Linked DNA regions of Sus scrofa: all the other regions are linked to region 2. The links are chromatin contacts, called in public HiChIP or PLAC-seq and promoter capture Hi-C maps. All regions are on one chromosome and are shown on one strand. Each heading gives the region's core, a stretch centred on a gene start, on an enhancer-like site or on the middle of the called end of the contact. The rest is flanking DNA. Distances are from core to core; before and after follow the strand shown.

What was found. Promoter capture Hi-C pulls out the DNA fragments that hold promoters and counts their contacts. HiChIP or PLAC-seq counts read pairs in DNA pulled down with a chosen protein or histone mark.
Region 1: an H3K27ac HiChIP or PLAC-seq map of alveolar macrophages shows a contact between it and region 2. The contact joins the promoter of CERS1 here to the promoter of C2H19orf60 in region 2. A contact is called at or near these places in 1 of 47 Hi-C or Micro-C datasets (heart right ventricle) and 1 of 2 datasets of contacts at active chromatin or transcription factors (alveolar macrophages).
Region 3: an H3K27ac HiChIP or PLAC-seq map of alveolar macrophages shows a contact between it and region 2. The contact joins the promoter of JUND here to the promoter of C2H19orf60 in region 2. A contact is called at or near these places in 1 of 5 promoter capture datasets (fetal liver) and 1 of 2 datasets of contacts at active chromatin or transcription factors (alveolar macrophages).
Region 4: a contact with region 2 is called in a promoter capture Hi-C map of fetal skeletal muscle, with 9 times the contacts expected there. The contact joins the promoter of DDX49 here to the promoter of C2H19orf60 in region 2. A contact is called at or near these places in 3 of 5 promoter capture datasets (fetal liver, fetal skeletal muscle and liver), 9 of 47 Hi-C or Micro-C datasets (alveolar macrophages, embryonic fibroblasts, heart right ventricle and 3 more) and 2 of 2 datasets of contacts at active chromatin or transcription factors (alveolar macrophages and skeletal muscle).
Region 5: a contact with region 2 is called in an H3K27ac HiChIP or PLAC-seq map of alveolar macrophages. The contact joins the promoter of GDF1 here to the promoter of C2H19orf60 in region 2. A contact is called at or near these places in 1 of 5 promoter capture datasets (liver) and 1 of 2 datasets of contacts at active chromatin or transcription factors (alveolar macrophages).

What each region holds. Positions count from the first base shown.
Region 1 is chr2:58,949,517-58,954,079 of Sscrofa11.1, forward strand. CERS1 (ceramide synthase 1) reads left to right here and starts at 2,007. Exons shown (of 7, transcript XM_021083472.1): 1 at 2,007-2,521. The coding sequence starts at 2,273.
Region 2 is chr2:59,235,303-59,239,949 of Sscrofa11.1, forward strand. C2H19orf60 reads right to left here and starts at 1,769. Exons shown (of 5, transcript XM_005652933.3): 1 at 1,613-1,769; 2 at 1,436-1,518; 3 at 911-1,161. The coding sequence starts at 1,514. It overlaps LOC106508380 (a long non-coding RNA gene), which reads left to right and starts at 909. Exons shown (of 2, transcript XR_001305188.2): 1 at 909-1,235; 2 at 1,345-1,959. It overlaps UBA52 (ubiquitin A-52 residue ribosomal protein fusion product 1), which reads right to left. Exons shown (of 5, transcript NM_214211.1): 3 at 4,526-4,612; 4 at 3,787-3,889; 5 at 3,502-3,697. The coding sequence ends at 3,604.
Region 3 is chr2:59,527,434-59,532,726 of Sscrofa11.1, forward strand. It overlaps JUND (transcription factor jun-D), which reads left to right and starts at 3,558. Exons shown (of 2, transcript XM_021083521.1): 1 at 3,558-4,398; 2 at 4,401-5,293. The coding sequence starts at 3,721. The coding sequence ends at 4,763.
Region 4 is chr2:58,928,466-58,933,550 of Sscrofa11.1, forward strand. DDX49 (probable ATP-dependent RNA helicase DDX49) reads right to left here and starts at 2,245. Exons shown (of 13, transcript XM_003123539.4): 1 at 2,080-2,245; 2 at 1,094-1,217; 3 at 422-507; 4 at 212-333. The coding sequence starts at 2,194. COPE (coatomer subunit epsilon) reads left to right here and starts at 2,464. Exons shown (of 10, transcript XM_003123536.4): 1 at 2,464-2,673. The coding sequence starts at 2,548.
Region 5 is chr2:58,969,820-58,974,861 of Sscrofa11.1, forward strand. GDF1 (embryonic growth/differentiation factor 1) reads left to right here and starts at 3,099. Exons shown (of 2, transcript XM_013991296.2): 1 at 3,099-3,435; 2 at 4,028-5,042. The coding sequence starts at 3,123. The coding sequence ends at 4,806. It overlaps CERS1 (ceramide synthase 1), which reads left to right. Exons shown (of 7, transcript XM_021083472.1): 7 at 2,735-2,873. The coding sequence ends at 2,777.

The DNA of each region.
Region 1 (4,563 bases), core at 757-3,256, 290 kb before region 2:
GGAAAGAAATAAGGTACCTGGGCTCCCAGAGCCTGGCCTCACCTGCCTAAGAGGTAGCCACAAGAAAGCTAGTCCTTGATTGCCGAGACAGGACATAGAGCAGGCAGGGTCTCTTCTAGTGGCAGGGACAGTTGGCCCCCAGCCCAGTGGGGCCTTAGCCAGGGAGTGAAGTGGCAGAGAAGGCCTCCTGGGGCAGGGCTGTCAGTAAGGGGTGGTGGTTTGTGTTGGGAGTGAGGGCTGGGATGAGCTCCCCAGGGAAGAAGAGGCCTGCCTTCTCATGTGGGGCAGGGCATGGGTGCCCTCCTTGAGACCTCAGCAGCCCCTCACTGGGCTCCCAGTGCCCCAGCCGGCAGCCATCAGTACCAGGAGCCGCTTTCTGCTCTGCACCCACCCTTTGGCAACCTCCCATCTGGACTCTGCCAAAATGAAACTTGAGGCTGGACTGGGGTGGGTGGGTGGGGGCCCTCTCCTATTACTGATGGGTGCCATGGTGACCAGATAGTGCCTGGGTGGGAGGGCACAGATGAGTGGTTGGGACCATGCAAGGCTGCCTGACTGGCCAGGCCAGACCTATGGGGGCATGTCCAGCAGCCTGGGACCCCTTAGTGCCCCACTGCTTGCCAGGCTGACTGAGGCATCAGTCATCAAAGGGGACAGATGAACCCCTCTGCCCACATTGAATACACATTCAAAAATAACAGGAGGTACAGCAGGATGGATGGTGACAGATACCAAAGAAGACTGATGGAGGGTGGTGTCAGGGAGGTAGGACAAGAAGGTGACATTGGTAGGTAAAGCCTAATGGTGAAGGAGGAGCCCTGCCAGTACCTGGAGGAACACCATTCTAGGCAGGGGGAACAGCCAGGGCAAAAGCCCTGGGGTGGGACTGCCTGGGGTGTTGGAAAGCCACCTATAGCTCAGAGGCCAGTGTGGCTGGAACGGAGGGAGCAAGGTGGGGGGCAGAGGAGAGCATGAGGGTGGGTCATGAGTCACAGGAGATGGGCTTTTACTCTGAGTGATGGGAGCTGTGGAAGGCTGTGAGCAGAAGAGGCACAGGTAGGCTCCCTCTGGCCTCTGCAGGGTAAAGAGGAGGCCATGATACCAGGCAGGAGTTACAAGGGTGGCCGAGGGTCATGTAAAGGCTATGCAGTTGCAGAGAAGTGGCTAGATTCAGGAACATTTGAAGGTGGGGCACACTGGATGCTGATGTGCTGCAGGAACTGGGGGAGGGGGTTGGCAGTGGAAGGAGGGATGAGGGCCCCGAAACTCCTCTACCTGCTTTCCCCTGCACACCTGAAGATCATGTCGGGCTGGTGGCCATATGCGCCCCACACTGATTCCTGCACTCCGCACCTTGAAAAGCTATGGGAGGACTCCTAGGCAGGGGGAAGGGAGGGACACAGGTGTGTCAGAGGCCTGGGGACTGGGAATGAGGGCTAGCAGTGGCAGGTGAGAGGATGTCCCCAAAAGGCCACTGATACCCTCACTGATGGCCAGTAGGGCTTCGGATACAGGGCCCCGTTAGTGGACATTGGAAGATCACTGCAGTGGTCCCAATGAAATGGTGGTCTTGATCCAGCCTCTGAATTCCCCCGCGCGCGCACCCACTCCCTCAGCCTCCCTCAAGGTCTATGTTAACCTGCGGCAGGGAGGCCTCCGAAGTCCTCAGGGTCACGGAGGCAGCAGGTGGGCCCTCATGTCAGTGAACAATGAGGTCTGAGTGTGGGAGGCAAGAGAGGTGTGCTGGAGGGCCTGCTCTGTCGGTCCAGAGCACGGCCTGTTGGTGACCATCGTGCCCCAAGTCGTGGACAGCCTGGTGGGGTGGGGGAGGCCAGGGTGGGCAAGGGCATCCAGGCGGGTACGGGGTGGAGACATGGGGCCGCTCTGGCCCTGCTAGCGGGTTCAGTCAGGCGGGCGCTGGGCAGACACCCCCTTCCCCCCGCCTCCCCGGCTCCTGGGTTTCCTTCGCTGGAAAATGAGCCCGAGCGTGGGCCCGCCTCCAGGACGCGACGCGACAACGCCGGGACTTGTGAGCCGGAGGTCGCCGCCACTGCCTCCAGGGAACTCAGCTTCGGCGCGCCCCCAAATCACGGACGCCGCGCCCCCACCCCGAGTCCCCGTGGGGCGGAGCTAGAGCCGGCCCCGCCTCTCCGTCCCCCGCGCTCTGGCCGGCGCGCCCCCGGCCCAACTGCGGCGCGTGACGCGGGGCGCACAGCTCCGGCGGCCACCGCGGGCGGGCGCAGACGGCCGAGACGGCCGGCTAACGGGCTGCATGTCGGCGGCGGGGACTGCGGCGGGGCCGGCCGGGCCCGAGCCCATGCCGAGCTACGCGCAGCTCGTGCAGCGCGGCTGGGGCAGCGCGCTGGCGGCAGCGCGGGGCTGCGCGGACTGCGGCTGGGGGCTGGCGCGCCGCGGCCTGGCCGAGCACGCGCACCTGGCGCCGCCCGAGCTGCTGCTGCTGGCGCTGGGCGCGCTCGGCTGGACCGCGCTGCGCTCGGCGGCCACTTCGCGCCTCTTTCGGGTCAGTGCTGCTGGGGGTCAGGACTTGGGTGCCCCGGGTTGCGGAGCTGGGATGTTTGAGGGTCCCGGGACGGAGACCCCGGGCCGCCGCGCGCCCCCTATCTCCGTGAGCCAGAGTGACTGGAACGTGGGGGGCCTCGGGCCGAAGGAGCTCGGGGCGCCGAATCCTGGGCCGCCTCGTGCCCCTTTCGGTCAGTGCGGGATGGCGGTGGGGGTGGGGGTGGATGCGGGGGTGTGGCCGGGTTGGGGGAAGCCTAGAACGTGGGGACCCGGACACGAGTAGCCTGTTAAAAGATGTAGGGGAATTCGGGCACCACCCATTCCGGCTGGTGCGGGAGCCCCAGGCGGTGGGAGGGCCTGAGCTGCCGCGCACACTAGGGCCGGGAGGAGCTGGGGACGGAGGAACGGAGGACGCGGGTTGGAAAAGCTCGGCGCACAGGGGCCGCCTGCGCCTTGTGCCTCTGGGCCTTGCAGGGCGCGCTCGGAACCAGAGCGGTGTCCGGGATCGGTGTGGCAGCGGGACTGGCTTGTCCGCTGTGCTGGGAAAAGGCAGGAGCTGCTGGGTCGCTGCCGCGCGCCTGTCTGGAATCAGCGCCACCCTCTGACCAAGGGATGCAAGGGCCTGGGCTCCCCGGCCACGCCGTGTTCACAGCCTTTGGGGAGATGGCACGGCTTGGGTCTTCGAAGCTGAACTGTGTGGCTTCCAAGGGCTCGCGACCGAATTAGTCAGTTTTCAGCAAGCCTGGGAAGGCCACCTCCCTCTCCACCTCCTAGGAGAGTAATTGAGGGGGTGACATTGGTGACTGGCCTCCCTCCCATTCTTGGGGAGGGGTCGCTGCTGTGGAAGCTCGTGGGAAGGCGTTTGGGCCCCTAGCTTGGTTGTGACTGCCCTGAGGACCAGCTGGGGTTACTTCGCCTGTCTGACTGGAGGTGGCAGGGGATGCAGGGACAGAACGCCCAGAGCCAACAAAGGGGCCTTTTTTTCTCTGCTGGCTGGGAAGAGGCTGGCCCTTGTTAAGTCAGGGATGGGGTGTTGTCCGGCTTCCATTGTCCCCACTCCCACTCTCGTGTCACCCGCCTGGGGGGCAGAGACCCCAGCCACCACCCTGCTCCAGGGAGGGGGAGGCAGGCATGACAAAGGCCCCTCCATAGGTCAGCCCTGGTCCCAATCTGGCTATGTTGCTCCCCCACCTTTCCAGTTTCCAGCTGGGAAGTGGGAGGTCCAGGAGGAGGAGGGCCAGAGCCCTAGAGGGAGATGTGGTCGCGCTGCGACTGCCAGGGTGTAGCGTTCTTCCTCCCCATGTCCCCGAGGGAGCCAGGTGGGGGACAGCAAGGCCTTGTGCCCCTCACTTTTGGAATCCCCATAGATCAGGCAGTCACTCCAATTCGAGGCTCGCCCTTCCCAAGAAACAGGCGGAGGGGCTGGCTGCCTTGTCCTCCAAAGCTCATCTTCTTGGCAGCCGCCTAGTTGCCAGGGGTTACCGGAGCTGGATCTGGCCGTCTCCATGGCGACTCTTGGCGCTCCGCCCCCTCAGCTTCTCCTAGGGGTAGGGGGCAGGGCTTGGCCAGCAGCTCTGGAGCCCCGCCCCCAGAACCCCACGGGCGCTGGGCCCCTCACATTCCTCCTTGCCTCACAGTTGCATGCTCCTACTTCCCTTGTGTCCTTCCTGACCCCCAGGTTCCCCTATCTGTGACGTCCCTTCCCTGACCCATCGCGTCTTTCTTCCGCCGCTGCATTCTCTCTTCCTTTGTCCCTCTGCCTTCCCATGTCCTCCTCCACTACCCACCCCATCTTCCCAGCCCCCTGTTCCTCTCTAGTCTCCCCAGATTCCTCCTCTGAAGGCAGCCCCTTCCCCTCAAGAATCTCCCCCATAGGGATCACTTGGGGTTCCAGCCCCCATGTTCTGCCAGATACCCCCACATTCCCCTCCATATTCTCACCACTGGTTCACCCCCAGATCTCTTGAATCCTCCCTCCTCCCTGTCATACCTCTAGTTCCCCCTGAGACCCCCACCTCAGACCCCTTGCTCCCCTGGGCTGAC
Region 2 (4,647 bases), core at 519-3,018:
CCCTCCCATGTGTTAGGAAAAGATGCTGAAGCACCAGGAAAGCCAGCACCACGGTGGGGCCATAGGAAGCTGAAGTCTCAAGGGGTGCTACTAAGCCCAGGAGGAATCTGGGGTTAGGTTTAGGGGGCTCCTGAGGCCAGAGGCCGAATGGGCGGGCCCTAGAATCAGTGCAGAGCACAGCACAGGCGCAGCCTCATGTAGGCAGGGAAAGGAAATAGTGGTGAAATCTCGGCCAGTGATTGGTGGTCCAGGGTGAAGTACGTGGGGTCTCAGGGACCAGCCGGGGCTTTATAATCCCAGGGTGGATGTAGGCCAAAAACCTCGACTGAGGAGTTCCCTTGTGTCACAGCGAGTTGAGGAACCCGTGTTGTCCCTGCGCGGTGCAGGATGGGAATCCCAATGTAAACTATGATGCAGGCGTGGCTTGAGGTGAATTTGGACTGGGAATGGTAATACATCAGCAGAGTAGGCGGGGCCATGGAAACCTAGAGGGAGGAGCCGGCCCAGAACCTAGGGTGGGAGTCTAAGGTTACTCGGAATGGGACTGGGACACGGCCAGGAAACTCAAGGCCCCCAATCTTCAGGGGGTTGAGTACCACATCTGGGGTATTGGCAAAAGCCAGAGAAGAAGGAGCGCGGTAGGGGCGGAGTCTGGGATAGAGTAGGCGTGTCCTGGGGCTAAAAAAACCTGGATGTAAGTGGAGGCAGACAAGAGGGGACTAAACCTGAAAATTTCCAGTGAAACCTTAATGGACGACTAAAGTGGGGGCAAGAAGAAGTGGATTCTGGGGCGCCAGGGGCGGGACTTGAGAGGACGGAATCTGGCCCCTCCCCCAAGTGGCGCCCAATGGGCCAAGGCCCGAGAGACAAGCCCTAGAGTAGGACACACTGCTGCCGGGCGGGGCCTCACCGTGGCCAGGCGCGTCTCCTCCAGCTGCTGCAGCCTGCGCACGTGGCTCGCGAGCAGCGGCTGCTGTCGGGGTCCGGTCAGCTCCGCCTCCACCGCCAGCACTTCCCGAGAGGCGGCGGTGAAAGCCTGGGTCACCTCGTGTACCGTGCTCCGGTAGCGCGGGAAGTCGTAAGGCGGGCCGCTGCTCAGGTACTGGCGGTGGCCTCTGTGGCAGGTGGGGGTCCTGAGGCTACGGTCCCAGCTCTCAGTCCCTGCACCCGAATCGACCACCTGAAAGCCCCCCAAGAAGTGTCCCTGCCCTGGACCCCAGAGTATGGAGGACGTTGTGAGTACCGCAGGGTAACCCAAAACGGGCCCACCCCTGCGCATGGGGAGGGGGAAAGATCTGGTCTCCCTGTAAATCCCGCCCCACCTCTGACACTGCGTTCGCTCAGGTTCCCAGATTCTTCCCACGGCGCACCCGTCCCGCGAGCGGGCTGGGTGCTGAACCTTGCGACTTCTCCTTTCCCCTACGCCCACACTTACTCCTCCAGCCGACGGAAGGCCTGCGCGCGCTCAGCCTGCAACTGGTGGATGCGCTGTACCAGCACCCGGATCGGGGCATCTTTCTATGGGGCGGGGGGCAGGGCTGGGGCATGAAAACGGCGCCCTCGGGCCTGCACCGCCCACCCCATGCCTGTTCCCGCTCGGGCTCGAGCTCACCCAAGGCCACACCAGCTCCTCTCTTTCCGGGCCTCCCGTGTTATCCGCAGCCTCAGGAACCGCGGAGACAGCCGACTCTGCCGCGGCCTCGGCGGTGATCATGACTGCGCAGCCCTGGCCCCGCCCGGGAGCAGGTTGCATCGCTGCGCCAGGCGCCCCCTGGAGGCCCGGAGGCTTCTAGACCCAGCCTGCGGCAGGAAAAACTTGAGCGATCCTGGGGAAGACTGGGAAGCGAAGACAGCCAGCTTCTCTGTCCTGACACTCTCCAAGCACCCCCCACTCCCTTGTTTCCGTCCAGCGCCTGCCTTCTTAACATTTTTGATCTTGAAATGTACAGGTTCACTATAGAGCAAGGGTATTCCTCGGTTTGTTTCCATACGATGTCAACGCTCGACTTCCATCTCCTCACATCCCATCTCCACTCAAATAAGGAATGGAACCTGAGGTGATATCCGTCATCTAATGCCATAAGCTTGTGACAAGAGTAGAATCTGGAGTTCCCGTCATGCCTCAGTGGCTAACGCATCTGACTAGGAACCATGAGATTGTGGGTTCGATCCCTGGCCTTGCTCAGCGGATTAGGAATCCGGCGTTGCCTCAAGCTGTGGTGTAGGTCGCAGACACAGGTTGGATCCTGCGTGGCTGTGCCTGCGGCGTAGGCCAGTGGCTACAGCTCTGATTAGACTCCTAGCCTGGGAACCTCCATATGCCTCGGGTATGGCCCTAGAAAAGACAAAAAAAAAAAAAAAAAAAAAAGAGTACAATCTGAACGCAAGTTGACACTGGAGTCACTGGAACCCAGTCCACAGCAGATTCCCCGGGAACTACTCAGAAATGAGCTAGGAGAACCTGTGCAAAGGCCCTGATGTGGGAGTCTGGGGCAGGGCTGAGGCCAGCAGGGGTTCATATTAACCACAGAGGCCTGGGAGCTGGAGATAGAGCTCATGGGGTAGAGGAGAAAAATGGTGGTAGCCTGGCCTAAAGAGAAGGGGGTAATTGAACAAGATGAAAATCAACCACCTGGGGTATTAAGTGACAGCCTTTAGATGACACTCCAGGTCTCAGCTGTTTTTATTTATTTTATTTATTTATTTATTTTTGGTCTTTTTGCTATTTCTTTGGGCTGCTCCCGCGGCATATGGAGGTTCCCAGGCTAGGGGTCTAATCGGAGCTGTAGTCACTGGCCTACGCCAGAGCCACAGCAACGCTGGATCCAAGCCGCGTCTGCAACCTACACCACAGCTCATGGCAAGGGCAGGGACCCAAACCCGCAACCTCATGGTTCCTAGTCGGATTCGCTAACCACTGCGCCACGACGGGAACTCCTCAGCTGTTTTTAGGAAACACTGTCTAGGTTTGGGTTGTCATCTACAAGCTCCAATTTTTGCAAGACAAAAAAAAGGCATTGTCTTACCAGGGAACTACAACCCTCACCCGATTTGCTGGGGCCTGCCCTTCCCAAACATCATTGGTCTTGGGTGGGGCCCAGAAGCTAATGGTCAGTCCAAACTGAGAACAGGTGTTTTATGTGAGATGAGGGTGTTCCTTTCTACCTGCCCACACTTGAACACCTTTAGGGCCCAAGAATGAGAGTTGTCAATGTGCCTGACCAGACCCCATCAGACACTAGGCTTAGTCTATTCTCAGGTTATAGATAACATAACCCAGATGGGCAGGCTATGTGTGGCTCAAACTTTCCTGTGCTGTGGTTATGACAACTTCAGATGGGAAGGGCAGGGACCATGGCCCATTTTACAGATAATACAGCTGGAACCCAGGATAAAGGACCCCCATGCACTATGACAAATTGGGTAATAGCAAGTCCCTAGGGGAGACACCTACACTCAACCACCTCCCCATTGGACAGACCAGCCACAGGGACACCAGTTACTGCTCCAGTCAACGAAAGGGAAACTTTATTGAGGCCCCAGGGCCATGGGGCTTGGGCAGGAGGCTGCCCTGCAGACAAAGGAGAAGCTGGTGGAAAGGTCTTATTTGACCTTCTTCTTGGGGCGCAGGTTGTTGGTGTGGCCACACTTCTTCTTGCGGCAGTTCACCGCGCGGGGATGCAGGCGAGCATAACACCTGAACAAAGACAAGAAGAAGTGATAAGGGCACACCCTGACTCCCTCCAAACCAAGGCCAGCCCAGCCCCCACATCTGAGAGTGCATACTTGCGGCAGATCATCTTGTCGCAGTTGTATTTCTGAGCGAGCTGGCGGAGGGAGGGCTCGATGATGCCACCTCGCAGACGAAGCACCAAGTGCAGGGTGGACTCTACATGAAATGAAGGGTGGAGAGACAGCAACTAAGCCTAGGCCCAGCACCTCAGTTCCACAAGTGCAGGGCAGCCTCCACCACCCTGTAGACCAGAGCTTCTCAAGTGTGATGGGGACACATCAGAATCTCCGGGGTGTTCTATGTGTAGATGGACACACCACCCCATTCCACCCCACCACCTGCATCCTGTTATTTCCCACCAGTTCTCAGGGGGGGTCTGAGACTAGTATATACCAAAAGTGGTGTCCATCTGAGTTTCCCCACAGGCAAGGCAATTATAAGTGATGCCTTCTACTTTGCTAAGCAATATAGCTAATCTTTCACTGCAAAAAGTGATGCTGATTTTTTTACAGTAGCTGTCACATTAAAACACGCACAACTTAAATTTTTAAAAAAGGTGAATAAAAACATGTGAAACCACTGCCATTTGAAAACACAGGTGGAGATCGTAAGATGCTTTCCAGTGATGAAAACAGTTATCTTACAAAACAACACTCTCTAGCTCTATCAGGTCCTCACCCTTAATAACCACCCCTCCCCCTGCGGCCCTGTTCTGGTGCCAAAGAGGCTGTCAGTGCCTCTTCTTGGGTCGCAGGTCTCACTGAAGTCCTATTAGCCACTTCGCCCCAATACCTTTCTGGATATTGTAGTCTGAGAGAGTGCGGCCATCCTCCAGCTGTTTGCCAGCAAAAATCAGACGCTGCTGGTCAGGTGGGATGCCTAGAGAGAGCACACTTCAGTTACAGAGGATCTGG
Region 3 (5,293 bases), core at 2,308-4,807, 290 kb after region 2:
GAGAATAAAGGCAAAAATAAGACCAGACTTAGCCCTGTCACCATCTCTTCCCTCAGTCCCATATGCCCCTCCCACTGCCCTTGAAACAAAAACCACCTAAGTTTCAGAGAAGGCATCTCCACTGCCACCCTTGCCTTCCTTCTCTTCTTCTGGCTCCCCCAGCTTGGTGAATCCAGCCCCACTCACCTCTCTATCCTCGATCAGATCAATGTGGCCTCTGCACTTGCTGTTCTCACTGGAAACCAGTGCCCACATCACCACCTGGGTGCCCGTCCCAGCTTACCCAACTCTAAAACAGTCCCTCTTCCTTCTAGCTTCATCCTTCATGAAAGAAATACCATTCATTCTCCTTGAAACTGTGTTTACCAGGTTCCTCCTTCAGACTGTGTGCTGAAAAAGGGCAGGAGTTTGTGACAATCCTATGTGTCCCCATCACTAGGTTCACAGTAGGTCCTCAATCTATTTATGTGGAATGGATGAATGAATGGGAGTGATTCCCAGTTCACTGCATGGGACTGGTTGATGGATTTGGGGCCCCCTTGATCTGCCAGGGGAGCCCCCAGTCTGGGAGGACTGAGCTGGACAAGGCTGCCATCCAGTTCTGTGGGGTCAGGGCTAGTCCAAATGGAGAAGCAGGACTTGAGAGTACCAAAGGGAGGAAGGGGAGGATGGGAAAGAGCATTGGGTCACAGGGATTAGCAAGTACACAGCAGAGAAGCCTGAGGGGGTAGAATTTGGAGAGTAGGGATGGCAGAGGATGGCAAGGGCAGCTCCCCACACTTAGAGGCCAAGCAGGTCCTTTCTACCCAGCCCCAAGGACTCTCCTTCCCCTGCCTGGGGCAGATGGAACTGGACACAGATAGTGGACAGGGCTCAGCCAGATGGCGGGAGTCTAGGGGAGTCTTGGAGGCATGGTTAAGGAAGACTGTTTCAAGAGGAAACATTGGAAGTGGGTTTTGAAGGATGAGTAGGAGTTTGCCAGGAAGCTAAGGAAGGGCACTCCAGGCCAAGGGAACTCCAGACCCAAGAACCCCAGTTAAATTTGGGCAAATAAGGGAGTTCTTATCGTGGCTCAGCAGTAATGAACCCAAATATCCATGAGGATGCAGGTTTGATCCCTGGCTCTGCTCAGTGGGTTAAAAATCTGGCATTGCCATGAGCTGTGGTGTAGGTTGCAAACATGGCTGGAATCCTGCGTTGCTGTGGCTATGACGTAAGCTGGCAGCTGCAGCTCTGATTTGACCCCTAGCCTGAGAACTTCCAAATGCCCGAGGTGTGGCCCCCCAAAAAGTTTGGCCAAATGATAATAAAGCAAAACAATTACAGAAAATATTTACTGAGCCTTTACTTTTTGTTCAGATCCTTCCAATAAAAGTCACAATACTCCATGAAGTAGATGGGATTGTTTGTTCCATTTTCATAAGCAATAAACACACTCAGAGGTAACATGCCTTGGCTTTCCTGTGCCTCCATTTACCAAAGCTTGTCTGCTGGTCAGCCTCTCAAATCAGGTTGGCCCAGCCCAAAGCATTCCTGACCACCTGCCTACCTGTCAAGGTCAAAGCCCCAGGTCAGAGTAGGGCCTTCATAGGCCGCCCACTCACCCTTTTGCCTTGGGAGAATCATGGTCCCATCTCCTTCAATTTGGCCCACTGCACAGGCCCAGAGGGAGGAACCCAGTACCGGGCTGGCTACAGGCTGGAGGCTGTATACCCTCCCATCAGGTGTCCCTTTGCCCAGGCTGGGACAGGAGGAGAAAGAGACCCACATGCCTGGACACACTGACACATACATACAGATGTGTATGTATATGTATATACATGCATACATACATGTGTACGTACATATATACATACACATGTTAACACAGATCCACACAGGCACACAGACATCCACTCCCATGTATGAACACATTTGGGTATAGTGACCCATACACCAACACACAAAGGCACAAACAGACATTTGTGTGTTTGTACACACACACCCATACTCTGACCCTCTGCCAGCCAGGCTTGGCTTCTGGCTCCTGTGACAACTTCCCTCATGGCCTTCTTGCTCGACAGCGCAGTTAGGGGCAAGGCTAGGTGAGGAAGGGACCTAGAAGAGCAAGTGCTCATGTCCAAAGGCAATCAGACTGAGGCCAGAGACTGCCACAGCAACCCCACCAGAGAGTGTTTTTTTCTTAACGCTGTCTTTGGCCCCATGCAGAAAGCTGGGTACCCAGCTAGCTTGAGCTAGACAAGGTCCCTGCCCTCCAGGGACTTATGGTCCATCCCATCATTGTGGATGGTTGCCAGGATATAATGGAAACAAGGTGAGTGTGAGGGGCCTAAGGACAAGTGTTGGCACTGGGGGAAGGCAGCATCAGGCTGAGGGCACAGCACCTGTCAAGGCCCCGAGGTAGCAATGAATTGGGAAGACAAAGCTCAAAGAAGGTGAGGGTGAAAGGTTAGAGAACACCACAAGAAAGGTGTGGGGCCCCCTCCCGATGGACTAGGCTCCATCCTCAGTGTGGTAGGAACCATGGAGGGGTTGTATGCAGGGACTGTAGGTCAGACCCAGAAGTCCCAAGGTGGGAAGAGTCTCTCCCACCTCCCTCACATTCCGTTCCCAGCCAGCCTTTTCGAGGCCAATTAAGCCTGACCTGACAATCATGGTAATAAATACGGACTGGGATTCCTGCCTTAATAGCTCAGTCCGGGAGCCAAGGGCCAAGGGTTGGGGGGTGAGGAGTGGGACCCAGGTAGGGGGCTGTCCAGGGTCATGGACGCCAGGGTTCTGCCAGATGTATAAGAGCTCAGGCCTGGTCCCGGAGACAGGTCACTCCACCTCGCCGAGCCTCAATTTCCCATCTGTAAAGTCAGGAAGTCAGACTCCACGATTCAGTCCCACCCAGTGAAAAGTATTGAGATCAAAAAGGTTCCAGCAACTTCTGGCCTCCTCTCCGCTTCCCGGCCTTTCTGAAGCAAACACACCACTTGGGACTGGGCTGGGGGGTGGAGGTGAGGTGGACAGACTAGACCCACACCCTGGCGAGCCACGCTTCAGCTCCCTCAGGTCTTCAACCCCACGGAGCGTAGCTACAGGCGCGCTAAGGGAAGCCCAGCCGGCGTAGTGGAGCTGGAGGCGCCAGGGAGTTATTTATCCATCCGGGGCCCCATCCCCCTTCTGTCCCCGGAGCCAGTACCGCCTCCGCCCGCCCGGGGCCCCACGCGCGGACGCGGGGCGGGGCTTCGGGCGGGCGGGCGCCTGGTGGCCGGGCCCATCACGCCACCCGGGACGTGCCTTGGCGGGAGGCGGTGCTGGGGGCCTGGGTCTTACTCTGGCTCCTGGGGCGGAGTGACCGGGCCGACGCGCGGCCCGCCCCCATGACGTCAACCCACAAGGCAGCGCGCTGTTGTGCCGTTTACCGCGCGTCACCTGGACGACTGCAGTCGGTGGGGGTTGAAGAGGCCGTCAGTGGCTTGGCCCCGCCCCTCCATGCAAATGAGCGACGTCACCCGCGTCCAATGGCGAGCAGGGACAGTGAGCTCATCGTACCCGGCCGAGGCTATAAGGGGGCGCGCGCGTTGCGCGACTCGGGAGCCGCCGCCAGCAGAGGGCTGGGCGCAGCGGCCGCGGCCTGGGCGGGCGCAGGGCCGAGCGGACGGGGGGGCGAGGGCCCCCCGGGCGGCCGCGGCCACTCCCCCCCCCGGGTCGGCGCGGCGGGGGAGGCGGAGGATGGAAACACCCTTCTACGGCGATGAGGCGCTGAGCGGCCTGGGCGGCGGCAGTGGCAGTGGCGGCGGTGGCAGCTTCGCGTCCCCGGGTCGCCTGTTCCCCGGGGCGCCCCCGACGGCAGCCGCCGGCAGCATGATGAAGAAGGACGCGTTGACGCTGAGCTTGAGCGAGCAGGTGGCAGCGGCGCTCAAGCCCGCGGCCGCACCGCCCCCGGCCCCTCTGCGCACCGACGGCGCCCAGGGTGCGGCGCCCCCCGACAGCCTGCTCCCTTCGCCCGACCTGGGGCTGCTCAAGCTCGCTTCGCCCGAGCTCGAACGTCTCATCATCCAGTCCAACGGGCTGGTCACCACCACGCCGACGAGCACGCAGTTTCTCTACCCCAAGGTGGCGGCAAGCGAGGAGCAGGAGTTCGCCGAGGGCTTCGTCAAGGCCCTGGAGGACTTGCACAAGCAAAACCAGCTGGGCGCGGGCGCGGCCTCCGCTGCCGCCGCCGCCGGAGGACCCTCAGGCACGGCTGCAGGCGCCGCACCTCCCAGCGAGCTGGCCCCAGCGGCGGCCACGCCCGAGGCGCCCGTCTACGCGAACCTGAGCAGCTACGCGGGAGGGACTGGGGGTTCGGGGGGAGCTGCGACGGTCGCCTTCGCCGCTGAACCCGTGCCCTTTCCGCCGCCGCCGCCGCCCCAGGCGCGCTGGGGCCGCCACGCCTGGCCGCACTCAAGGATGAGCCGCAGACGGTGCCCGACGTGCCGAGCTTCGGCGAGAGCCCGCCGCTGTCGCCCATCGACATGGACACTCAGGAGCGCATTAAGGCGGAGCGCAAGCGGCTGCGCAACCGCATCGCTGCCTCCAAGTGCCGCAAGCGCAAGCTGGAGCGTATCTCGCGCCTCGAGGAGAAAGTGAAGACGCTCAAGAGCCAGAACACGGAGCTGGCGTCCACGGCGAGCCTGCTGCGCGAGCAGGTGGCGCAACTCAAGCAGAAGGTCCTCAGCCACGTCAACAGCGGCTGCCAGCTGCTGCCCCAGCACCAGGTGCCGGCGTACTGAGCCCGCGCGCGGGGCGCATGCGCGGCCCCCTTCCAGAGAGGCGGGTTTGCGGGGGGGGGGCGTGGGCTCCCGGGACTTGGAGAGGGCGCGGCCCCGGGGACCCCCCCCCCCGAGGGTGCCAGGACTCGGAGAGGGCGCCTCAGACTCGACAAGCTGGACCCCCTGCTCCTGGGGGGGCGAGCGCATGACCCCCCCTCCTTTTCCCCTGCCCTCGCGCTGCCTCTGTCCTCGGCGCGCGGCCACCCGGTGTTGCACAAACCCGCGCGTCCTGGCTGCCTCTTTGTACACATCGCCGCCGAAGGGGGCGCAGCCTCAAGCCCTGCGTTTCCTTTTCTTTTACTTTTTTTTTTTTTTTTTTGGACTTTGGAAGAGAGAAGAACAGAGTGTTCGATTCTGCCCTATTTATGTTTCTACTCGGGAACAAACGTTGGTTGTGTGTGTGTGTGTTTTCTTGTGTTGGTTTTTTAAAGAAATGGGAAGAAGAAAAAAAAAAAACCCTTTTCTTGCTCTCGCTCCCCCCTCCTATCCCT
Region 4 (5,085 bases), core at 995-3,494, 310 kb before region 2:
CATCTGCGACCTACACCACAGCTCATGGCAATGCCGGATCGTTAACCCACTGAGCGAGGCCAGGGATTGAACCCACAACCTCATGGTTCCTAATCGGATTTGTTTCCACTCCCCTGAGCTGTCCTTGTCACCATCCCTAACGTGGTACTGGATGGCTTGCAGACACGCATTTCACAAATGAATGATGAATCAGTACCCCAGGCCAACTCACCAGGAAGCGGATCTTCTTTATGCTGAAGGTGTTGGAGCTGCGGAGGTGGTCAGCAAGGCGCCCTGGTGTGGCAATGACCACGTGTGGTTTTCTGGACAGCTCCAGGGCCTGTGCCACCATGTCTGTGGGTGGAGGGCAAGAGGTGGGGCTGGGAGGATAGTCTGAAGCCTCAGGGTTTCCATGCCCAGAGCCTCCCTGGGCCTCTCATACCCATGCCACCAACGATGATGCAGTCTTTCAAGCCCAGAGGCTTCCCCAGGACCCGGAACTGCTCTGCAATCTGGTAGGCCAGCTCCCTGTGGGTGTGAAGGGGCCAGGATGGGTCAGATAGGGGTTTTGTGCCTGCCTCTCATTCCTATTCCACCTCCTGACTGGCCCTCTCCTGTTCACACACCTTCCACAGCCCCCAGTCCCCTTAGCACAAAGGTTCTGATACTGAGTGTTGGAGGCTCATTGTGCCCCTGCCCTCTAACCAGGTCCCAGAACAGCTCATGGCTCGTCACCTGCCAGTCCCACTCAAACTGGCCCTGTCTCTTCCCATGTCCTCAGCAATGACACCACAGTCTTCAAAGCCTGAGACCCAAGTGTCAGTACCCCCTCCTCAAGGGCTGGTCAGTGTCCAGGTCCCCTCCTCTCTGCCCCCAGCTCCAGCTCCGCCCAGGCCTCTTTTCTGCCCATGTCCCTACTTCCTGATCTTCCTGCTTGCCCTAAATCAAGCCTCATGCTCAGCACTTTCCACATATCATCTTGTTTAATTCTTCAGTACCCCTAAGACATGGGCTTAATCTCTGTCCCCATTTTGCACAAATGCAAAGTGCGCTTGCCCAAGAGAACACAGCTGGTTAGCTCCCCCAAGAGGCCTATTGGGGGCCAGAAGCTCACCTTGTGGGTGTCAGGACGAGGCAGAAGATACCATAGGGATCTTCAGACAGCTTCTGCAAGATGGGCAGGACAAACGCTGCTGTCTTGCCGCTGCCTGTCTTGGCACAGCCGAGGCAGTCCCGACCTGGACAGAGGGCAAAGCAGCATCAGAGGTATAACAGATGTTCCACTGGGCCCAGTGTATAACAGCTAAGGTCTAATAAGCAGTTACTGTATGCTCAATACTGGCGTGTGCTCTTTCTGTTTCAGGATTCTGATAACTTACTGTTTTAGCAACTGACAAATTTTAGGAGGAAGAGGCCATTACCATTCCCACTTAACAGAAGGGAGAACAGATCTCAAAGCTTTGCCCAGGACACACTGCCAGTGAGTACAAGCTGGACTAGAACCCACATGCATCTGACCTGAGATGTCTGCTACTAATCACTACCTCATTTTGACTCCTTCCCAGGGATAGAAGCTTGGGAAACCCAGAATGTTCTCCAAAATCTGCATCCTATGCTCCCAAATGATGCCTTCAGCTTTATTTAATCTCTCAATTTGTCCATCTGAGGCTTCCTAAAAAGCCAGAGGAGTGAGGAGAAAAGCAGTCTACAGACTAGAGTCCTAAATTTACCTAGGTTTACCAGTTGTCGGTACCGGTAATACCGACAACCTCAGTTTCCATCTATGAAATGGAGATAGTAATACAAACTACCGAATTTTCCCAGTGTTATCTACCAGTCACTCATCAAATCATCCCAGCGCTCTGAGGCTATCTATGAGAGCTTCAGAAATTACACCACTTGTGTGCGGAAACACGGCGAGTCAATCGTACAGCCTAAACGCCAACACTGAGTAGTCGACTCCGAGAAACCAGGCTCGCCCGTGAGGCCCCAAAGCTGCCCCTCGACCCACGGTACCGGTGTGGGCAAAAGGGGCGAGAAGGCAAAGTAAGGCGACAGGAGCGGGGAAACCTCCTGTAGAAGAGGCCTAGGTACACTCACCCTCCAGGATGGCGGGGATGCAGCCGAGCTGCACGGGCGTGGGCTGCTTCAAACCCAGCTGCCGACATTGTTCCACCAGCCACGATGACAGCCCGAGCTCAGCAAAGCCAGCCATCCTCTCAGTCAGCCCGGCACCCCTGTGAGCCGTGCTTCCGGCGCTTGTCGATGACGTCAGGGAAGCCTTCGCGTTTATTGGATCTACCTTTTGCGCGGCTCCACCCTCTGCAGTTTACTGCCATTCCTAGGCTCATTATATCCTTACCATGTTTTCCCCGAGCCCGCAGACTCGAATACAACTACAATTCCCGAGATGCCCTGTGAACGCACGTGCGTCTCCCGCCCCTTTAACTCCTCTTTAAGCTCATTTCCAGGGAGCCGAGTAAACTACATTTCCCGGAGGCTCTGCGGTGGCTCTGTGCTTCCGGCCGACGTGTCCTCAGGAAGAGGAAGGGGTAAGAACACAGCGACATGGCGCCACCGGCACCCGGCCCGGCCTCCGGCGGCTCCGGGGAAGTAGATGAGTTGTTCGACGTAAAGAATGCCTTCTACATTGGCAGCTACCAACAGTGCATCAACGAGGCTCAGCGGGTGAAGGTGGGCTAGGGGATGCTAGGGGCGGAGGCGGGGGCGGAATACGCTTCCTGTTGGCCACGGGTCGTGCTCTGATTTTAAAACCCTTTCTTTCCTCGTCCCGTTTTTCCTCTCACACCTCTTTAGAGCGCGATAAGGAATTATCCCTGTCCCATGACAAAACCCAAAGCAGCAGCAGTTTATGATACTTCTCACTTTGAGCGCTCTTAGCCTGGGAGGCGTTTGAGTAAAAGAGGGGTTTCTTACCGCTATGGTAATAACAATGGCGAGGTTATTACGCTATAGTAATGATAATAGTAACAGTAATTCTTGTTGGTTCAGCGCCCACACTGTGCCGCCATACCCTCAATACCTGTGAAGTAGGGACGTTGTTTATCCTCATTGTCCAGGTGAGAACTCCGAGGCTTTTCGCAATGTCACCCTGTCCCATTAACCAGATTATTTCTCTCCAAACATGCCCATTCGTTCACTCCTCATGGAGTATCTGTATAAGCCAGGCAGAGTGCTCGTGCTGGGCTCAAAGCAGTACAAAATAGACAAAACTCCCAGCTCTCTTGGAAACCTCAGCTCCCAAGGGAGACAGAGAATTAACAAGTTAATAAACAAGATGTCAGGAGATGGTGTGATGGGGAGTGGTGAGGGGGCTTGGCTGTTTGAGGGCTGAAAAATAGAGTCCAGGGCCCAGGCAGTGAGCGGGTGACAGGAGAGGGAGCAGAAAGGACCTTAGGCAGTACTTTTGGGGAAGGGTCACGGATATTACAGTTACTTTGAGAGTGAGCCATTGGAGAATTTTTTTTTTTTTTTTTAAGGGCTGCACCTGCGACATATGGAGGTTCCCAAGCTAGGGGTCTAATCAGAGCTGTAGCCGCCAGCTTACACCACAGCCACAGCAACTCGGGATCTAAGCCTCGTCTTCGACCTACACCGAAGCTCACAGCAACGCTGGATCCCTAACCCACTGAACAAAGCCAGAGATCGAACCCGCAACCTCATGGTTCCTAGTTGGAATCGTTAACCACTGAGCCACGATGGGAACTCCAGGGTTTAGTGTTCTGAAGAGAGAAAGCTTAATTACAACTTGAGCCCTATGGGGGTGAGAGGAGATGAGAGTACTGAGTCAGAAATGGGGGTGGGGGGAGTTCCCACTGTGGCACAGTGGGTTAAGAATCCAGCTGCAGGGGCTTGGGTCACTGCCATGGCTCAGATTCAGTCCCTGGCCCAGGAACTTCCATATGCCGTGGCGCAGCTATAAAATAAAATTGAAAAAAAATTAGAGATGGGGGTGGGAACTGCTTTGCATGAGAGTGGTCAGATCAGGCCAGATCTCTCTGTCATTTGAACCTGAGACTGAACCTTGGGGAAGGATCTAACCCCATAAGTTGCTGCAGAGGTGGCCGAGGCAGGAGTGAGTTCCAGGTGATCAAGGCCTAGGAGGCTGGTATAGCAGAAGTGGGGCAAGTACAGCGGGAGAGACAAAGAATGAGGTGGACAGAGCCTTAGGGGGCGGCAGCAGCAGGGGTTTGGGTTTTATTCCAAACATGTTTGGAGGCCATTGTGGGAGGCCATCGAAGCACCAAGCAGGGGAGTGGCAGATGTCTTCAGAGAGGCACGCAGAGCCTTCGGAGGAAATTGGATTCTGAAGTAGAGAAAGCTTGTTTTCCCTTCTGGCCATTTGCAGGGAACCTCATGTCCCTGAGCATTATCTATGTAATGGGGGTAGAACTCCAAACAGATTTCAGGAAGGTTAGGATTTGCTGAAATAACGTGTGTACAATCATGTTCGCTTTCCATTGCCGCTGTGACAAATTAGCACAAACAATGGCTTAAAAGAGCACACATTTATTATCTCACAGCTTCTGTAGGTCAGAAGTTCAGCAAGGTTCTCGCCAGGCTAACATCAAAGTATTGGTCTGGCTACATCTTTTCTGGAGGTTCTGGGGAGGAATCACCTTCCTAACTTGTTCCAGTTGCTGCCTCTTGACCAGGGGCCACTCTTAGCTCCTAGAGGCTTCTCTCTAGTCCTCAAGCTCGCACATCACCCTTCCATCTCAGAACCAGCCATAAGGTTCTCATGCTTGGAGTCTCTCAGATTTCCCCCTCTCCTTCATCCCTTTAGTCTAAAAGTCTTCTGCTTGGAGCTCCCGTTGTGGCTCCGCAGGTTAAGAACCTGACATAGTCTCCATGAGGACGCACGTTCAGCCCCTGGCTTGGCTCAGTGGATTAAGGATCTGGCATTGCCACAAACTGCAGCATAGGTTGCAGATGCTGCTTGGATCCAGCATTGCTGTGGTTGTGGTGTAGGCCGTCACTGCAGCTCCAATTCAGCCCCTAGCCTGGGACCTTCCGTATGCCGCAGGTGTGGCCCTAAAAAGAAAATAAATAAATAAGTGGTCTTTGCTTTTAAGAGCATCTGTG
Region 5 (5,042 bases), core at 1,849-4,348, 260 kb before region 2:
AGTGTGGGTTAAGGATCTGGCGTTGCCACAAGCTGTAGCATAGGTCACAGATGCAGCTTGGATCCTGTGTTGCTATGGCTGCGGTCTGGGCTGGCAGCTGCAGCTCTGCTTCAACCTCTAGCCTGGGAACTTCCATATGTTGCAAGTATGGCCATAAAAATAAAATATCCAAAATCAACCCCCACCCCCAAACTACCTCTCCTGAACATCTGTCCAGTGCAGCTAATGACAACTCAGGTGAAAACCTTGCAAAACCCTAAGGGTCCTGCTTTCTATCCTTATCCTCAAGGAGCTATCCAGAATCTGCCCAAGTCTCTACCAGCCCTCATCTCCCTCCAGCTTCCACCCTCACCCTGACTTTTTTTTTCTTTTCTTGCCACAGTCACAGTGTATGGAAGTTCCCAGACCAGGGGTCAAATCCAGGCTACAGCTACAGCCACGCTGGACCCTTAACCCACTGTTCAGGCCAGGGATTGAACCCACGCCTCAGCAGCAACCCGAGCCACTGGGGAGACAATGCCGCATCCTTAACCTGATGTGCTACAGCGGGAACTCCAACCCATGCCCTGATTCTCTCTCCCTCCAGTGGTGCACTGAGACTGAAAAGTGTAAATCAGATCCCAAAGCAAGGCCATCTCACTGGAGTTGGGTACTCCCCTCATGGCACCCTCCCCTGCGCCCAGTACTAACACTGCTTTTGAGGTGGGAGGGGGCACTTCGAAGCTTGTGCAGAAAAACAAACCAGAATCACCACAGGAAAGCTCTGATAAAAAAGCACAGGGAAGGGGGGCATGAAATCCTTGGAAGTATTAAACTTCCTATAAAAGTATAGGGATTAAAACTGAGCAGGAACAGAGCTGAGCCCATCGAACTGGGACATAAGGATCCCGGGAGGGAAGGAAGAACTGTCAGTGGAACACTTGCTTGGTAACCATCTTTATCTCGCATCAGCCCCCAGCGGAAACTCCCAAAGGATCAAAGATGTCGAAGCAGAAGTACACGCTGTGAAATCCACCAAGAGCTGAAATGAGAGTGTGTGGTCCAGCCATTGAACTATATGAGAAGCCAGGCACCCCACCTCTGCTCCATCAAGAGGACCAACAGGCAAAGCCAGAAGATAAAGGACAGATGGGAGGTTCACAGAGGGCTTATCTCTGAACTCACAGATAAAGGGCTCCTGCAATGGCCACATGAGGAAGAAGCAGCCCACGGAAGAGTGGGCTGAGGGGGAGATATGTGCTCCCAGGAAGGGGTATCCAGTGGCTCTGGCCCAAGGGAAGAGCGGATTAAAGTGACAGATCTCAGTCTGCAGGAAAGTCTTTCTGTTTTTCTGCGGGAGAGTCTCTGAACTAGAGTGCTCTGCAAACCAAAGGGACACAGGGAGCACCAATGAGCCTGTGCTAGTTTCTGTGTTGGGATACACAGGAGTCAGAAACAATGGTAGATCCCCCAGGAGTGTGTCAGGTGAACAGTGAGTTTTCTCTGCTTTCTGATGTCTAGATCGTGAGAACATAGTATTGGCTCAAAAAATTTAATATGTTTGTATGTAAATTAGACTGCAGCAAAGAGACTGATGGACCATGTGCAAAGACATGAAGGATTCCTTTAGGTGTTCCCATCGTGGCTCAGTGGTTAACAAATCCGACTAGGAACCTTGAGGTTGTGGGTTTGATCCCTGGCTTTGCTCAGTGGGTTAAGGATCCTGCGTTGCCATGAGCTGTGGAGTAGGTCGCAGACGTGGCTAGGATCTGGCGTTGCCGTGGCCGTGGCATATGCCGGCAGCAACAGCTCCAATTAGACACCTAGCCTGGGAACCTCCATATGTCACGGGTGCAGCCCTAGAAAAGACGAAAAGACCAAAAAAAAAAAAAAAAAAAAAAAGTTCCCGTAAGTGGGAACAGAGATAACAGACATGGTCAATGGCTGCGGTGAGATGCCGTCTCGGCACCAGCATGCTGGTCAGTTAAACTCCAAGCAAGTGTTGGCGGTAGAGGCAAGGAACAGGGGCAGGCCTGTTGGATCTGGTCCGGTGGGTCTGGGCAAAACCCCAGGGTGCAAGTCCCCTCCCAGTCAGAACCCCAGAGATCTGCCACTAACACAGGCAGGGAAGGTGGAATTAAGGAGAGAAGAAGTGCACTGGGGAGCGATCTCAATGGCACGCACATTTGGGGAAAACTGAGGTGCAGGAGAAGACACCCCTATGGACAGATGCCCATTGTTTACAAGTTATGGGTCTTTGGGATCTTAAGCTGGACACTATCGATTCGTTTTAAAACATTTCATAACATGTTTTACTGACATGGAAGCAAAATAGGGGCTGTGGCAGAGGTAGACTGAGGGCAGTGGATGAAGAATCACTGGGAAGCCTTTCCTGGTAGGGCTGGGGGAGTTGGGGGAGGAGCCTGCCCGGTGGGGTTGCAGGGGGCTCTGGCCAGTTCTGCCTCCCAGGAAGAGGAGGAGGAGAAAGTGCTGGTCTAGGTCCATGCGGTGGGGTTAAGTCAGGCAGAGTGAGGGAGGTAGCTTTTGCCCTCTAGTGGCCGCAGGTGGCGCGGGGGGAGGGGAAAGGAGGGTTTAATTGTAGGGAAAAGCGGGGACCACTTGCCCAGCAGGCAGATGGCAGGGTCTTTTGGCCTTGTGGGCTGGGCAAAGAGCTATGGCGGGCAAGGAAGGCGGGACGGGGCGCTGCGCGGGGGCATGGGGTTCCCAGGTTAACCGGGCCGGTTCTGGCTCTCAGGAAGCCGCTGAAGAACGGCCTGGTCAAGGACAAGCGCTTCTGAACCCCTCGACCCGGCCCCGCCGCCCAGGACCCAGCCATACCCAACCACGCCCCCGGGGACCAGCCATGCTGTTTCCCCAGTTGCCCCCGGACCCTGGCCCTATCAAGCTCCGCCTCCTGTCCCCTCTCCCCCGCCCTGGCCACTCCCCGGACCCCTGCCCCGTACCCTCGAGACCTCGCCCCCTGGATTAGTCCCAATTCGGCTTCAGAATCGCGGCCACGCCCCCCGGGGCCCAGACCCTGCCCAGCCCCGCGTCTCTCCTGCGACCCCTTCCCCGCCCCCAGACCGCAGGTCCGGGAGCCCAGCAGCTCCTGAACACTCGCCGGACCGCCGCCTGCAAAGAAGATGCCCTCGCCTTGCCGCCGAGCCCTTCTGCTCCTACTGGCCCTGCTGCTGCCCTCGCCATCCCTGGCCCGCGCCCCTGCTGCCCCGGGCCCTGCCGCCTCCCTGCTGCGGGCTCTCGGGTTGTCCGACGCACCCCGGGACGCCCCCACGTCCCGGCCCGTACCCCCGGTCATGTGGCGCTTATTCCGCCGCCGGGACCACCAGGAAGCCAGGGCGGGCTCAAGGAGAACACCCCCGGCGGCCGCCCTGCGGCCGTGCCACGTGGAGGAGCTGGGGGTCGCTGGAAACATCGTGCGCCACGTACCGGACCGCGGTGAGTGGGGCCTGCGCTGGGGGCGTGGGTCTGAGAGACGGAGATCCCGCTGGGTGCTCCGGGCTGCCAGGAGCTTCCAGTGGCGCGTAGAGAGGCTGGAATCTCTGAGGGTCCCCACTCGCTAGCCCGCAAGCAACCGGGATCTCTGCACTCCATCCATTCTTCCGCGTGGACACCTGTGGGGAGGGGCGGGGAGTGGTCCGAAAGCCAGCTTGCAGCTGAAGCCCTGCCCCCACTCCATCCCACCCCTTCTGCCGCTTCACACCACTAGATGCCTTCCTGCAAATGCCACCCCGCCCCAGCATCGCTTCCCCACGGGCCCCAGGCGTTCGCCCACCCTCCACCCCCAACCCTGCCTGTGTTCCCAACTGCGGGCTGGCCACCCTTGCACCGGGCAGGGCCTCTTCCTTGGAAGTGATGCCCTGCCCCCCGCTCCTTCTCTCCCCGACCCCCCGCCGCCTCACACCATTTGACGCCTTCTAACAGATGGTGTGCCCCCAGGCCCCCACCCTGCCCGTCCCCAACCCAGAGCCCCTCTCGGGGCACTGAGTAGGGACGCAGCGCCAGCCGAACCCTCTCCCTGCCTCCCCAGGCGCGGCTGCCCGGCGCCCGGAGCCCGCCTCGGCTGCCGGGCAGTGCCCGGAGTGGACCGTCGTCTTCGACCTGTCGACCGTGGAACCGGCAGAACGCCCAAGCCAGGTTCGCCTGGAGCTGCGCTTCGCGGCTGAGGAGGCGTCGGCGGGGATGGCGGGCAGCTGGGAGCTGAGCGTGGCGCGCGCGGGCTCTGGTCCGGTGCTGCTCCGCCAGGCGGTGACCGCCCTGGGAACGCCGGTGCGCGCTGAGCTGCTGGGCGCCGCCTGGGCCCGCAACGCCTCGGCGCCGCGCAGCCTCCGTCTAACACTGGCGCTGCGTCCTCGGGCCCCCACCGTTTGCGCGCGCCTGACCGAGGCCTCGCTGCTGCTGGTGACCCTCGACCCGCGCCTGTGCCACCCTCTGGCCCGGCCGCGGCGCGAGGCCGAGCCCGCAGTGGGCGGTGGCTCGGGGGGCGCGTGTCGCACGCGGCGGCTCTATGTGAGCTTCCGCGAGGTGGGCTGGCACCGCTGGGTCATCGCGCCTCGCGGCTTCCTAGCCAACTACTGCCAGGGAAAGTGCGCGCTGCCCGCCGCGCTGTCGGAACCGGGTGGGACGCCCGCGCTCAACCACGCGGTGCTGCGCGCGCTCATGCACTCGGCCGCCCCCGGCGCCGCCGGCCTGCCCTGCTGCGTACCCGCGCGTCTATCGCCTATCTCTGTGCTCTTCTTTGATAACAATGACAACGTGGTACTACGGCACTACGAGGACATGGTGGTGGATGAGTGCGGCTGCCGCTGATGGGGGCAGGTGGGCGGTGGCAACAATAAACACTACGTGGTCCGCTCTACTGTCTTCTTGAGCCGTGCCAGGGTGGTTGGGGGTGGGGAGGGAAGCGGCCGAGAGCATCACCATGATCCACCAGGGTGGTGGTAGTGGGGTAGTCTACAGCGACGCCACCGGCCCATCCCTCCCAAGCCTTCCAGAACCCCCATCTCCCGGCGGCCCATGGCATGCGCCTGAGCTCTGGGAATTGC